Linked DNA regions of Mus musculus: region 2 is linked to region 1. A link is a contact called in public Hi-C data. All regions are on one chromosome and are shown on one strand. The core of a region is the stretch at or near the end of the contact, and the rest is flanking DNA. Distances in the headings are between cores, read along the strand shown. Region 1 has its middle 49 kb from the start of Slc25a24. Region 2 has its middle 86 kb from the start of Vav3.

The links. Hi-C and Micro-C count contacts between places; a contact is called where the count stands out from the background.
Region 2: a contact with region 1 is called in a Hi-C map of bone marrow-derived macrophages, with 5 times the contacts expected there. The contact joins two enhancer-like sites. A contact is called at or near these places in 13 of 484 Hi-C or Micro-C datasets (the BV-2 cell line, the C2C12 cell line, the HPC-5 cell line and 8 more), 4 of 115 datasets of contacts at active chromatin or transcription factors (bone marrow-derived dendritic cells, fibro-adipogenic progenitors, heart atrium and 1 more) and 1 of 9 other capture datasets (bone marrow-derived macrophages).

What each region holds. Positions count from the first base shown.
Region 1 is chr3:109,168,651-109,175,208 of GRCm38.p6, forward strand. No RefSeq gene overlaps it. Among named protein-coding and RNA genes, the nearest start is that of Slc25a24, 49 kb to the left of the region's middle. Within about 2 kb of position 2,876, at least 25 of the 459 cell types and tissues checked have an H3K27ac peak or open chromatin away from gene starts, as enhancers often do. A contact at or near this core is called in bone marrow-derived macrophages, where this site is marked.
Region 2 is chr3:109,250,912-109,257,469 of GRCm38.p6, forward strand. No RefSeq gene overlaps it. Among named protein-coding and RNA genes, the nearest start is that of Vav3, 86 kb to the right of the region's middle. Within about 2 kb of position 4,215, at least 129 of the 459 cell types and tissues checked have an H3K27ac peak or open chromatin away from gene starts, as enhancers often do. A contact at or near this core is called in bone marrow-derived macrophages, where this site is marked.

The DNA.
Region 1 (6,558 bases), core at 1,626-4,125:
AGACATGCCCACAGGGACTACCAGAGACATGCCCACAGGCAATACCTCAGTTGAGACTCTTTGCTTTGACAGTTGACAGAACTAATTAGGACACTCATTTTGAAAAGAATTTATAAATAATACATTTTTTTCTTTTTTGGTGTCATGCATTTATAACACCAACGCGGGTTTGAAACAATATACTTTACAGACTGGTTCCCGAGAGTCTTTCTCAACCTTTTGCCTTTCCTGAGCTGCTATGGGTACTGTGCATTTGGGTACAAGGCACTGTTTCACATGGTACTCAACGCCTGACCTTAAGAGCAAGGATTATAGCCCAAGGGGTTTCCAGGACCAAGAAAATTACAAGGTTGCAAGATTAGCATGGCACATCTTGGAAGGGAGGGGTGTTTTTTTTACCTTAAAATTATGGGAAACAGAACACCAGTAAGTTTACTTGTGAGTAATTGAGTAAAGTTTTCTGATACAAATTATAGAATCTGATTCATAAAAATGAAACAAGAGTGTGGAGATGAATGGACACAAGCCTTACTAATATTGGAAAGAGCAAAGAGGCAGGGGTAGTGGCCATAAGAAGAAGGGACATGAAGGAGGCCAGGCCAATGCTGATGGCTGGTGGGAAGTGAGCCCAGAGGCAGGTAGTCATGGAAGATGAGGGAAGGCTTCAGGAAGGCGATTAGCTATACAGTTCTCCTTTTCTACTTCCTGGTTCTACAGATGTTCCTTAAACAAGATCTAAATGTCTTTACACTGGGGTTGTAATGGGAAATGGTGGGTAAAGGCCTGTTTCTGATAAACATGTTTCCATTGCAGACAGAATAGGTCCCTACTCTTCGGGTCCCCCTGTCTGCCTGTTCCCTGGGTAGTCTCTCCATCTCTAGGAAGAAGGTAAAATTTTAAAGAGAATTAATTTAGAGACATTAAAATCTACACCTTTCCCTACAAATCACAGAGACTCTCACTTGTAGATTTTCACGGGGCTATAGCTGTTCCTGCTGATTGCTTTGGGTCTACCCTCACTCAGTTCTTTTTTCCTCACACAAAGTTTGCCATATTGGGAAAAAGTTTTTCATTCACTTCTTCTAAGTTTGGCCTTATCCTGTTTTGTGTTGACACCCATGAAGACAATAACAAACAAGTAGTGTTATTTTGTCATTCATGAGGGTGGAGTTGGAATGGAACTATTGAAGGGTTTTGAGGCATTCTGAGATACCCTTCAAACCAAGCCTGTCACAGACTCATGGCATTTTCTAGACATCCCTGTCTTCCAATGAGTTACCCATGTCTCAGAGCAGGTTAGTCTGAGTTCTATCTATAAGTGTTCTCCCCTGTAGACATACATCCCTCAGCCAGTCGATGTTATCTTGAAACAGGTGCCCACAGGAATCTTGGTGTGCGACATTGTCATGCAAGCAACTTAAATCTGTCAGGAGACTCCTATATCACTTAACAACCGAAGCAGTGGGCGGGGGATCCTGGCCTCTCTGGACAGCAGTCACTGTCCACATTGGTCAATGCCAAGAAACCTTTTACACCAGTATCCATGTATCTGATTCAGCCATTGTGCTATGCTTAGAATGGGCTCTATTGAGATGACACAGGGCTAGAACCTGGCAATCTGTCTCCTTTGCTATCACTGGGTTTCCCCCTTTCCTCTGTGATGTTGAGAGATTTCCTTTGCTCGCTTCTCTGGGACCCTGACATCTACTCTACTGGGAGTGTATGTGTTCCTGAAGACAAAAGAGCCTTCCACTGAAAATGACTTCTGTTCCCACATTCACACGTCACAGAGGGGAGGGAATGCTAACTCGTCGTCGTGGCTGGAGATGAGAGAGATGGGAACATAGAGATACCAAATCTCAGACTGTCTCTAGGTTGCTGCACTGTGTCTCAGGATGAAACCTCTGTTGCCACACGGCAGGGAGCTCCGCACTCAGAAGGGGTCCTTACTAGCATTTGTTTAACATAAGCAACAGACCATTCTATCCACAGAGTGTCCAAATCCCCCGGCATCCCTGGTGTGTGGCGATGTGATGTCACAGCAGATAGCTCGATAGACAGCGTCCAGGTAGAAGAGCCAATGGAGGAAGAGTCCGCCCCCACCCACAACCCATCTATTAGAGTTGCAACTAGGAAGCAAACCTAGAATTGGGAAGGATGCTTCTGGACTGTGCTATCAAAGATATACGGTGCCTGTATCTCTTTTAATAGAAATTAATAGCAATCATTTAGTACAAGCTGGAAAAATACCACAAATGAAATGAGAAGAAATCAGGAACAGCCACGTGGGCTCTAGCTCTGACGTCATCAATTGCATGGGACTGTATCAGTCATCTCCAAAAGACGATCTGCATTATTTATTACATGGATGTGAAGAGTTAGAAAATGCTCTTTGCGTGGGAGTTTGCAACATGTATGTTACTTTCATCATCACGCCAGAGGCTAAGTATACTCCGTACCTCACACTGTTTCTGTTCAGAGTGGGAAAAAAAAAAAGCACCCAGGATACACAGGTTGCTGTCAAATAAAAACACTCCACTTTACACGACAGCGCTTCACCAGGAGGCTTCAACGTGGTGGTACTGTGCTGTTTCCATTAGTAGAAAAGAATATTTTGTGACTTGGCTTTGAATGCCACCACCACCTGGTGGTGTACTATTTATTCTATTAATCTACCCAGCATCAACAGAAGTTTGGACCGTGAAGCCCTGTTATATTTGGCTGTAGAACCACATATTTTTTAAAAGCTTGTTATTTAAAAGCAACAATCAGTCATTGTACATATTTATGGGGCCCAATGTGGACTCCACAGTTATTTCTTGAGGCCAGTAAGGGTTTGTTCACTGCACGTAACATCAGTGGCCTCTGTGTTCCACTAGGTGGCAGACGTCTCTCAGCGAGCGCCGGAGCCGTTTGGTACCTGGGAAAGGACAAAGCCTTCCAACTTTTGCTTTTTCCCTTTGCTATGACCTGGAAAATCACTGGGCTACCTTGGAGGCCGAATTTAGATTTCCTGCTCAAACCACCGTTACCCTATTTAGAGGAGTGAAATTAGGGTCAGCCTGTTACCATTCCAGGAGAGGAGACGACAGAGAAGCCTTTCATGGGCTCCTCTGAAGAGAAGGGCTTGTTCTTGCTTTTAACGATATTTTCCCCAAACCAGAAAGATGCCATATTTTAAAAGTGAAATTAAACACGATTGAAAGAACAAACAAGGCTGCTGATGTAGTGAGCTGTGGGTACACGTTCACAACCTGGCAAATATTGCTGGGATATTTATGTGGGTAAATATTTTTTTCATTTCCCAAAATCAGTTGAGAAGTGTCATTGTAACTCAAGCTTATGACACCAGTGTGGAAATAAAAATAAATTAAGCAATTAATAACATGCTCCCAAAATTTATTTTTTTCTGATCATTTTTTTTGGGGGGGTGGGATGGGGTTTTCGTTTTTTTCTACAGGAGTTGTAAGCATTGATTTTGTGGCATACTCTGGTCGATATGTTTTACAAGAAATAAGAATTGAGGGGCTGGGGATGGCTCAGTTGATAAAGTGCCTACTGTGTGAGTATGAGGACTTGAGACCCCAGCACCCAGGCGCAGCTGTCCAATGCTAGACATGGGCAGGTCTCTAGGCTTGCTGGCCAGCCAGTTTAGCTGAATCCCGGGGCTCCAGGTTCAGTGAGAGACTCACTCAAAAACTAAGGTGCAGAGCAATTGAGGAAGACATCCAGTGTTGACTTCTGGCCTCCATGCACATGTGCGCACACACCAAGTGCATACACACCCCGTGCTCCCATACCTACAGGGAAATAAAAAAGGGGTTTCTCCATAATAGATTCTTGCTGTGTTCCTGGAACACTAAGCTCAGTAGAGGAATTCATTTGGAAAATCACGCAACTCAAATTGCATCCTGTCGTTAACCTGGGATTCCTTTTGGTTCAAGAAACAAGTAGAAAAAGATATTCTGGTAGCTAGGTGTGGAGGGACAGGCTGAAGCACAAGTACTTGGGAATTGGAGACAGAGAGATTAAGAATTCAAGGTCATTTTTGGCTAGGTAGCAAGTTTGAGGCCAACCTGTGATACAAAACAGTATCAACTAATGACAGTAACAGACAAGTGAACAAACAGACAGAAACACCCAATAAACCCTTTTGCTTCCACCACAGATGTTTTGATCAGAGGGGGGGACCCTCCCTCCCCCCCCCCCCAGAAATTAGGACGTGAAGGAGAAATGTCAGACCAGGGTGACCACTCAGGTTTCTTACGAAGCTCCCTTCTGAAGACAGGGATGGAAGAAGGGTGTGTGGAGGAAGGTGTAGGTGCAGGCTGTCTCTTCCTTCTTCCTCTCATTCTCCTGTTGTTTTGATTTTTAACTGTAAGGCCTGGGGATTAGACCTAGGGCCTTGTGCCTGTCTGGCAAGCAGTCTACCACTGAGCTACTGCCCCATGCATCCCCCCCCCCCCACAAACCCCCATTCCCCGACCTTGACCCCTGATCCCTTCTCTCTCTTTCTCTCTGGACTCACTACAGAGATTAGCCTGGCCTGGTGCCTGCAGGTTGTTTAACCTCCTTAGCCTTGCCCTGTGTTTTCAGTTTCAGTTCACAGGAAAAAAAAAAAGAAAGCTGTGCTTTAAATGGAAATACCCAGCCCAGTGAGAGCTGAGAGTGTGAGCTTCTCTGTAGTGGGAAGATAGTCTCAGCAAAAGAGCAATGTTTAAAAGTTCTAAAAGACTTTAATCAATGTGAGAAATCAAAGATTAGACAAGATTCAAGTGATGGCTCAAAAAGAGGCTAGGGTATGCTTATATACATCCCAGTTTTAATACGTTTTATTTATTTATTTATTTATTTATTTATATTTATTTTTATTAGGTATTTTCTTTATTTACATTTCCAATGCTATCCTAAAAGTCCCCCATACCCTCTCCCCCACTCCCCTACCCACCCACTCCCACTTCTTGGCCCTGCCGTTCCCCTGTACTGAGGCATATAAAGTTTGCACGACCAATGGGCCTCTCTTTCCACTGATGGCCAACTAGGCCATCTTCTGATACATATGCAGCTAGAGACACGAGCTCTGGGGGGGGGGGTACTGGTTAGTTCATATTGTTGTTCCACCTATAGGGTTGCAGACCCCTTTAGCTCCTTGGGTACTTTCTCTAGCTTGTTTTATTTGTTTTAATATTGGAATATTGTCTTTGTGTATGATACCCAAACGGTTTAACATTTAAATGTTGATTAATACTAGTTATTTTTAACTTCCTAGCACAGCGGTTTGGAAACTTGACCACACAAGAACTACCTGGAGTGGTTTTAAAAACAACAACGACAACTGGTAGCATTTTGTTTAAGTTCGGCCCCAGTTACCTGGCAATGGCCAGGTATGCCTGACTCACTATAAAAGGGGCTGCTTTCCCCTCCTCTGCTCTCTCTCCTCCTCCTCCTCTTCCTCTTCTTCCTCCTCCTCCTTCTCCTTTTCCTCCTCCTCCTTCTCCTCTTCCTCCCCCTCCTTCTTCTTCTTCTTCTTCTTCTCTCTCTCTCTCTCTCTCTCTCTCTCTCTCTCTCTCTCTCTGTCTCTACTACCCTCTCAACTCCCCTCCCCATGCCCTGAATCAACTCTATTCTATAATACACTGTTGTGTGGCTGGTCCCTCGGAAAGAAGGGATGCCTCAGTATGGGCCCTTGGAGGCACCTGCTTCCCCCATACCTGACTACTCCTCCATCAAACATATTCCCTTTCTCTTTTTATGAACACAACAACAACAACAACAACAACAGCAACAACAACAACAACAACAACATCTAGCCAAGGTAGCCTAGGGAATGCTCAATCGAACACCCAATTAAATATCCAATCCAATGCTCAAGCCTCATGTGTCAGCACCCTACTCCAATGTTCTGGGATTATTGGCAAGTGACAACACACCCAGCTGGTAGCAGGCGGCTTGGCTTTTAAAACTATTTACTCTTACCCCAGGGCAAAGAGATCTGAGGGTGGAAGAGAACCTGATGCCCCAGGTGATTCTGGTGTTGAGCCTCGGAGGAGAGTCCTTGAAAATTGCTTTTTCTCTAAACGTTGTGTGCAACGTTTTTTTTTATATTTGTAGTTTGGATCAAATAACTGTAAATGAAGTATGGTGTTTTCCAGTGCCCTTTTAGGCAGCAGACTGGTTAGATAGGGGACGAGCAACTGTTGAGTTAAGAGTGAGTCTAGGCTTTTGGCCCAAGAAAGAATGAAAAAGTTGCCTGTCATGCAGATGGAGAAGCAGTGTGACTAACATGGTTAGAGCAGAGACCCCTAGTTTTGGATATAAAAAAAACTGAGGCTGAAACCAATCTGGGCTACATAGCTGACTCTTCTTTTTCTTCTTCTACTTTTTTTTTTTTTTTAATGGCACCTCCAGGTGGTTCTTATGCAATCAAGTTTGGAGCCGCTGTGTTAGGGACTGGAAACAAAACAAAACAAAACAAAACAACCAAAACACAAAAAACAAAACAAAACAAACAAATAAAAAACCATGGTAGAAATCATTACAAATTCAGGTCAACATTTC
Region 2 (6,558 bases), core at 2,965-5,464, 84 kb after region 1:
AAAGAACTCCCGGGGTACCAATTAGAATGTAGAATTGTTAGGCTCTGTGACCTGTGAACCTCTGAGATGATTTTCTCTATACACAAGAGATTATGAGTTAGTTTCAACTTCTCCCATGCCTGTGGATCATCAAACCAGCATCCAAACAAACCTCAAAGGGACAATAGCTTAGGGAGACATCAACCTTCTTTGAGGTGATGTGTGGAAGATGGTTGGGGACACTGGAAGAGACACAGAGTGATGCAGGGACTGTGTTAATTCATCGTCTGTACCTTGCTGCTAGAGAAAGCCACACTTGGAATTCACCAGGAAACTAGGATCTCCAGGAGTCTCAATCCTGGCTTCCTGGCAGCCAGTACTTTTTCTTCTTCAATTCAATTAAATCAGTCCTAATGAGTGGGTCTATAGAATGGAAGCTCCTGTTTGCAGAGCCCAGGGAATGATAACCAGCCAACATTAATGAGGATGGTCACTGAAAATGAGAAAACTTGATTCTCCCACCCAGGCAGCAGGTAGAGTTCTGGTTTCAGGCATCAAGGTTCAGACTTGTAGCTCATAGTCTCCTTTGCAGTGAGAGACATTTAGCAACAGAGCTCCTGGGCTTTTCCTATGTCCTGACTCCTCTCAGTTCGGCCATGCTCGATCCGTGATTCCTCTGGCTGCCTCACTACAGAAGTCTCTCAATAAACAGAAGCAACCGCATTTTAACGGAGATGGTAAAATACCTTTCCTGATTCCGTAGGCACGGGTCGAGGGCAGGAGTCAGAGGTCTGACACGCAGCTCATGTTTACCCTTTGATCATGTGTCATTTTTGTTAGAAGACAACATATGCCATCCTTTGCTGTGTTTTTAAAATAGATTCAGAGGAAGTATGGAATTAATCTTAACCTTAAACACATTGAGCCCAGTACTTCCTATCCAACTGGAGAATGCACTATCTAGTTTCCTACACCTCGCCCTTGCTAAGTTTAGGCCCTTTGGGTCAGCTGTTAAGAAGGAAAAGAAGTGGGAGGAGGCAGGGCTTCAGGAGGATAAGGCATAGCACAGCCCAGAGCATCCAACTTACTTCCTCACAACTCCCCTCCCCCACTGTAATGTAATCAGGCTAAAGGGCCTTGTGATTTTCAGTGTTTCAAAGAGGGAACAGGGCATTTCTCTTTCTCACTGTGCTCCACTTTATTGATGTATCTTTATGAGTGCTGAAAAACAGCCCATTAACAGCACATATCTTGATGGTCTTGCTATTCTATAGAAAGCACAGCTTTGCTTTGCTCGTTAAAAACTGGCTCTAAGAAGAAAGTAACCACATAAGATCTCCATTTTATCTGCTCTCCAAGGCAGAGAGAGGCAGTGCTGAGCAACAGTGCTTGTAGAATTTGTCTTTTTCATCTCTCTCTCTCTCTCTGCATGCATGTATGTATGCATGTATGTATTTATATATTTAAAGTATTCACTCACTTTATATCCCAGTTGTAGCCCCCTCCTTCCTCTCCTCCTAATCTCACCCTTATAACCCCTCCCCCCAAGTTACCCCCTCAGAGAAGAGGAAGCTCCTCTTGGGTACCACCCTGCCCTGGAATATCAAGTCGCAGAAAAACTATGCACATCTTACCCCACTGAAGCCCGAGTAGGCAGGCCAGCTAGGGGGAGGGTATCCAGTAGCAGGCAACCCTCCTGATCCAATTGTTAGGAGACCCACATGAAGACCAAGCTGCACATCTGCTACAGATGTGTAGGGGGCCTAGGTCCAGCCATGTTCTTTGGCTGGTGGCTCATGGGCCCAGGTAAGTTGACTCTGTTATCTTGTGGTGTCTTTGAACCCTCCAGCTACTTAATCCTATCCCCTACTCTTCTGCATGACTCCCAAGCTCTGCCTGGTGTTTGGCTGTGGATCTCTGGCTTCTTCATTTAGTTAAAGTTGTTGAAATGACCCATTTATACCCAAGTCAGTCAATAGTCTTCCATCTTTAGAGATATTTATACTTTAGCTCAGGAAGATGGCACTCAGAGGCTATTGTATCTTCAGCCTGATTTTCCCTGAGCTGAGCCCTGTGCTGTGGCTTCAGCTGGGTGTTCAGCTGATGCTACTTGGAGTGATGCTGTGTTAGAGTCTGCTGCTTTAGGGTCTGGGTACCCTTTGGGGGCCAGGAGCCATCTAGTGCAGGTGAGCTGACCCCATGAAGTGGACCCAGTACCATGTTTCAGTGGAGGGGGATACTTTGTAGATTTTCTCTCTCCTTCAGCAACCCCTAGTTTCCCAGGCCTCAGCCTGGATGCTACCACCCTTCCTCTCAGAGACCAGGCATCCACTTTTCATAGAAGCACAGAAAATCACAGAGAGCAGAGTTTCTGGCTTCCCAGACAAAGAGCACAAAGGAAACCTGGAGAGGAGTTTGTAAAGCAAACAGTAGAGGGAGGAGCAAAACCTGCCATCAGTGAGAGCAACATGACCTGTTTTTTTTTTTTTTAAGATTTATTTATTTATTATATGTAAGAACACTGTAGCTGTCTTCAGACACACCACAAGAGAGCATCAGATTTCATTATGAATGGCTGTGAGCCATCATGTGTTTGCTGGGATTTGAACTCATGACCTTCAGAAGAGCAGTCGGCGGTGCTCTTAACCACTGAGCCATCTCTCCAGCCCAACATGACCTGTTTTGTGGAAAATTTAAAAACACATAGTTAAAATTTTAAGAAGACAAGAACATGAGTTCTTATGGGTCCATCATGCAACTCCCATAACCACCAGCTCTCTGCTAGCTTGCTTATGAGTACCACTCCCCATGTGTATTTTGTGTATGTATGTCCGGTAGAATTTTACCTTCACAGCATGTGAGCCTTACCTACTCCCATAACAAGTATGCAAAAATAAAATTTCATTAGTGAATACTTGTTGAGTTTTTCTGTTGAGATCCCTTCCCACTTTTTGCAAAGGTCCTGGGACAGAAGACTGCAGAATGTTTCAATTAAATGCTAATAAATGCAGAAAGTGACCCCTCCCCCAGTCCTCGGGTCCTCCTCAGCAGTGGCTTTCAGCCACTTCCTTCTGTCTGGATTCTTAAAAGTGTCCCTGGTGGGCTGCTAGTGACCTGTGTGCTGCCTCTGGCACCCACACACTTCAAGGACAAGCTTCCTCTGGGCATTTGTGACCACTGGGGCTCAAACTTTTCTTAATTGCTTGTATGTTCATCGACTGTCCTTTTGTCACGGTGCAGTGACCCATTTTTTTTTTTTTTTCAACCACTGGGCTGATGGGATCTGATGAGCTGCCAAGTCACATTGATGGGATGTGACTCAGAGAAGGGAGCCACACACGTGATAGTGTGGTGGCATTTGTCTTGATGAAATGCTTTCATTTTATAGAATGTTTGAATTACCACTGTTACTGCGAAAGATGAGCTAATGGCACCTGTTTTGATTCATACGATAATAAAACAGGAAAAAAATTAAAACAAATCTATAAAATCATATGACTATTTCATTCAAGTATTTCTTGGCCACATGCCGTTCTTGGTTCTAAGGCGTAAGCAAGCAATGAAGTTTGAATGAATCAGGAGAGAGTGAGTGTTGTACACATGTTCCTGTTGCTGTAAATGGTTTTAATTTGTCATTCTTTCCCGCTCCCCAAACACACTTAAATCAGAATACACGTAGGAAAAAGATGTGTGTACACTATAAAGGATTTGAAAATAGGACTGAGAAAAATGGGCTTTGTAAATGTGAACATGCTAGATTCAACAGCACACTAAAGGGGTCCCAGAGGGCAGAGCGCACTTGCCTGGATCCTTCTCTTGCTTCTCAGCCAGTTGGCTTCCTGTTGGCTTCAGGTAATGGAAAGATTATGGAGTGGGAAGAGAGGATAAGCCTGATGTGTTGGTTTCCTGTGGCTAGTGTTGCAAATTGCTAAATACACACACACACACACCTACCTAGTGGCTTAAGCTACACAAAGTTATCATTTTATGGTTTGGGAGGCCAAAAGTCAGAAATTTATCTTCAGAGACTAAACTCAGTAGGGCTACCCTCATGCAGGCTCTAGAGACACCCCTAACCCCCGCGCCCCCCTTTTAGGGCATACCCATATTCTTCTGCTTGTGAACACACAACTCTAGTACTGCCTTGACTGACCTCCCTGCCTCTCTCTTATCAGGTCCATTGTGATGACAGTGGGTTTCTGGAAAACTCTGCAGGGCTCCCAGGATGACTCATCAGCCTCTTGTCAGACGTCATTTCTTCCTCAGCCGCTTTTGGAGCAGATCCCCTCCTCTTACTGCTTGACAAGCTGAAGTGGTTTACTGGGTTTTGGACAAGGGGAAGTGGAAGTGCTTGGGTAGTGTTTGTGGGGACAGGGCAGGGAGATGCGAGATGTCTTGGGCACTTGGGTAATTATGAGCAGAGGCTTAGTTTTCCATTTGCCAAGAGAGTTTTCTCTCTCTCTCTCTTAGGCAAACATGCGTGAATGGGGAAGAACTATCTGGAGGACAGCAGTAGTTAGATAGTAAAGGCAGACACACTGGGCCTGTAACTCAGAGCAGTTCGATTTCTGGGTGCAGCTAGTGGGTGCTCCTGACAGAGGTTTTGAACAATACAGGACTAAGGAGAGGTTGGCAAAGCACCTTTGAGAAGGGGATTGATTTCCAGCTAGGCTGCTTAGTCTTCAATTTCCCCTTTCACCCTCTTTATGATCTGCAACAAACTGCTGTGCTCCCTAGCATGTGCCTATGAAAGTGGGACAAGGTCACACAACATTAAGGCTGGCATCAATGCTAAATGAGGTAATGCTCAGAGAAGTATTAAACACATGTGCGACTTCAATTCAATACATAGTTCTAGAAATCCTGAGCCCCTATCCGTGGGCTGCTTGCTGTCCTAAGTCATTGCTCTCTTGGATCTTTTAGCCTACAGGCATATAGAGACATCAGAGTGTACCTAACAACAAACTTAGCTTAGAAAGAAAACCGGGGATGGGAAGACAGAAGGTACACAGGTTTCCTAGGGTGGATGGCTTGAGTTGTGCTAAATGACTGAAATTAAGCCAATGTGTCTGGACTCAAAAGAGCGAGGAGACAGAGAAAGATCTGAGGAAGCCAGCAGGTAAGGGTATTAGGCTCTATGCTAGGAGTCTGTGGAAGCCGTTGAAGGATTTTGGCATCAAACATGTATGTGTATGATGAAGACTTAGGAAGCACCACTGTTAATGGCTCCTGGAGATCAGATTGGAGAGGTGCCAGGTGAGGTGGTGAGAGAAGGGCCTATACTGCTTTGGTAGATGCTCACCTGGATGCCTGGAGCAGGGACTGTGCAGTGAGGGAGAAGCTGGGGTCCAAGAAGGCAGAGAGCACTGGGGAGCCCCTGGATTGATTGACTAGGGAACAATTGCAACTTATCCCTTTGTGTGCTGGACACAGAGGGACAGAGGAGCTTTGGAGACATCTCAGAAAAGATGTTCCCAGTCACTTGGGAGAGGTCTGCCATGGAGCTAGAAATGTTGAACACACTAACTTATAAATAAGGAAACTCTGACCGGACAAGCTAACACGTCTCAAAGTGTTAGTCTGCAGCAGACAAGGCTCTGTTACTGTCCTAGCTCCCTTAATATCTGCAACAGACTTGAGAGATGTTTTCTCCACTTTACAAATGAGGACACAGAGACACCAGAGCTATCCTAGACCTTGCTCAAGGTCAAACAATTACCAAGGCTTAGAACCAGGATCCAAACCCAGGTCAGCCCTGGTGCAATATTTCTGACCACTTCAGCACACCTGATCTCTTGGTGAGTGAATTGGCACAGTTTCAGGATCTACACTGGTTCTATTACAGAACTGGGCTCTATCACATGGGCTGGGCTGCCAAAGCTACCCCATCAGTTTTCAGGGTACAGGAGATGTTGGTGTTTCTGGTTGCCATGGTTTGCATAATATGCATTCCTCACCTGCTGGAATCTCCTGCGCTGAGCAGCAGCTGCCAGTGACTGCAGAGCGACACATGCCAGAGCCTCAGAGAAGCACGTGCAAGAGAGGCTGCAGTGGACAGCCGCAGGCGGTGACTATCTTTTCAAGCAAAAACATGTTTGAAATGTTGGGGTTACAGCAGGGCTCTGCCTCTTTCAACAGGCAGGAGGCTGATCCTCACCCTAAACTAGGCAAACACTGCCTGTAGGAAAACTTTGGTTATTGTTTGTAAGCCAGAGAAACTTGACTCTGCCCATCTTCATTGCACCCAGAAAGTGCAAAAGATGTGTTGCCATGGCAAAAGGTCTACCAACTTCCTCTGCAACCATGGTAGTGTCTTAGCCTGGCGGGATGCCTTCAGCGAGCAATCCCCTCCCATGCCTAGAGTGGGTGGAGCCCCGGAGTAAATTATATAAACTTCAAATCAGAGATATGTGTAGACAGCTCTGTCTATTCTCTTGTGTTTTATTACAGCAAGGGTCCTCCTGCCAATCAAGAGGTACTCAGTGCCTTCACAAGGAAGAGAACGGTGGAAGTGCTTTCAGCCATCCTTGTTCCCTGAATGTCCTACCACTTCTGAAGCTCTTTCACTGTCCATGGCTG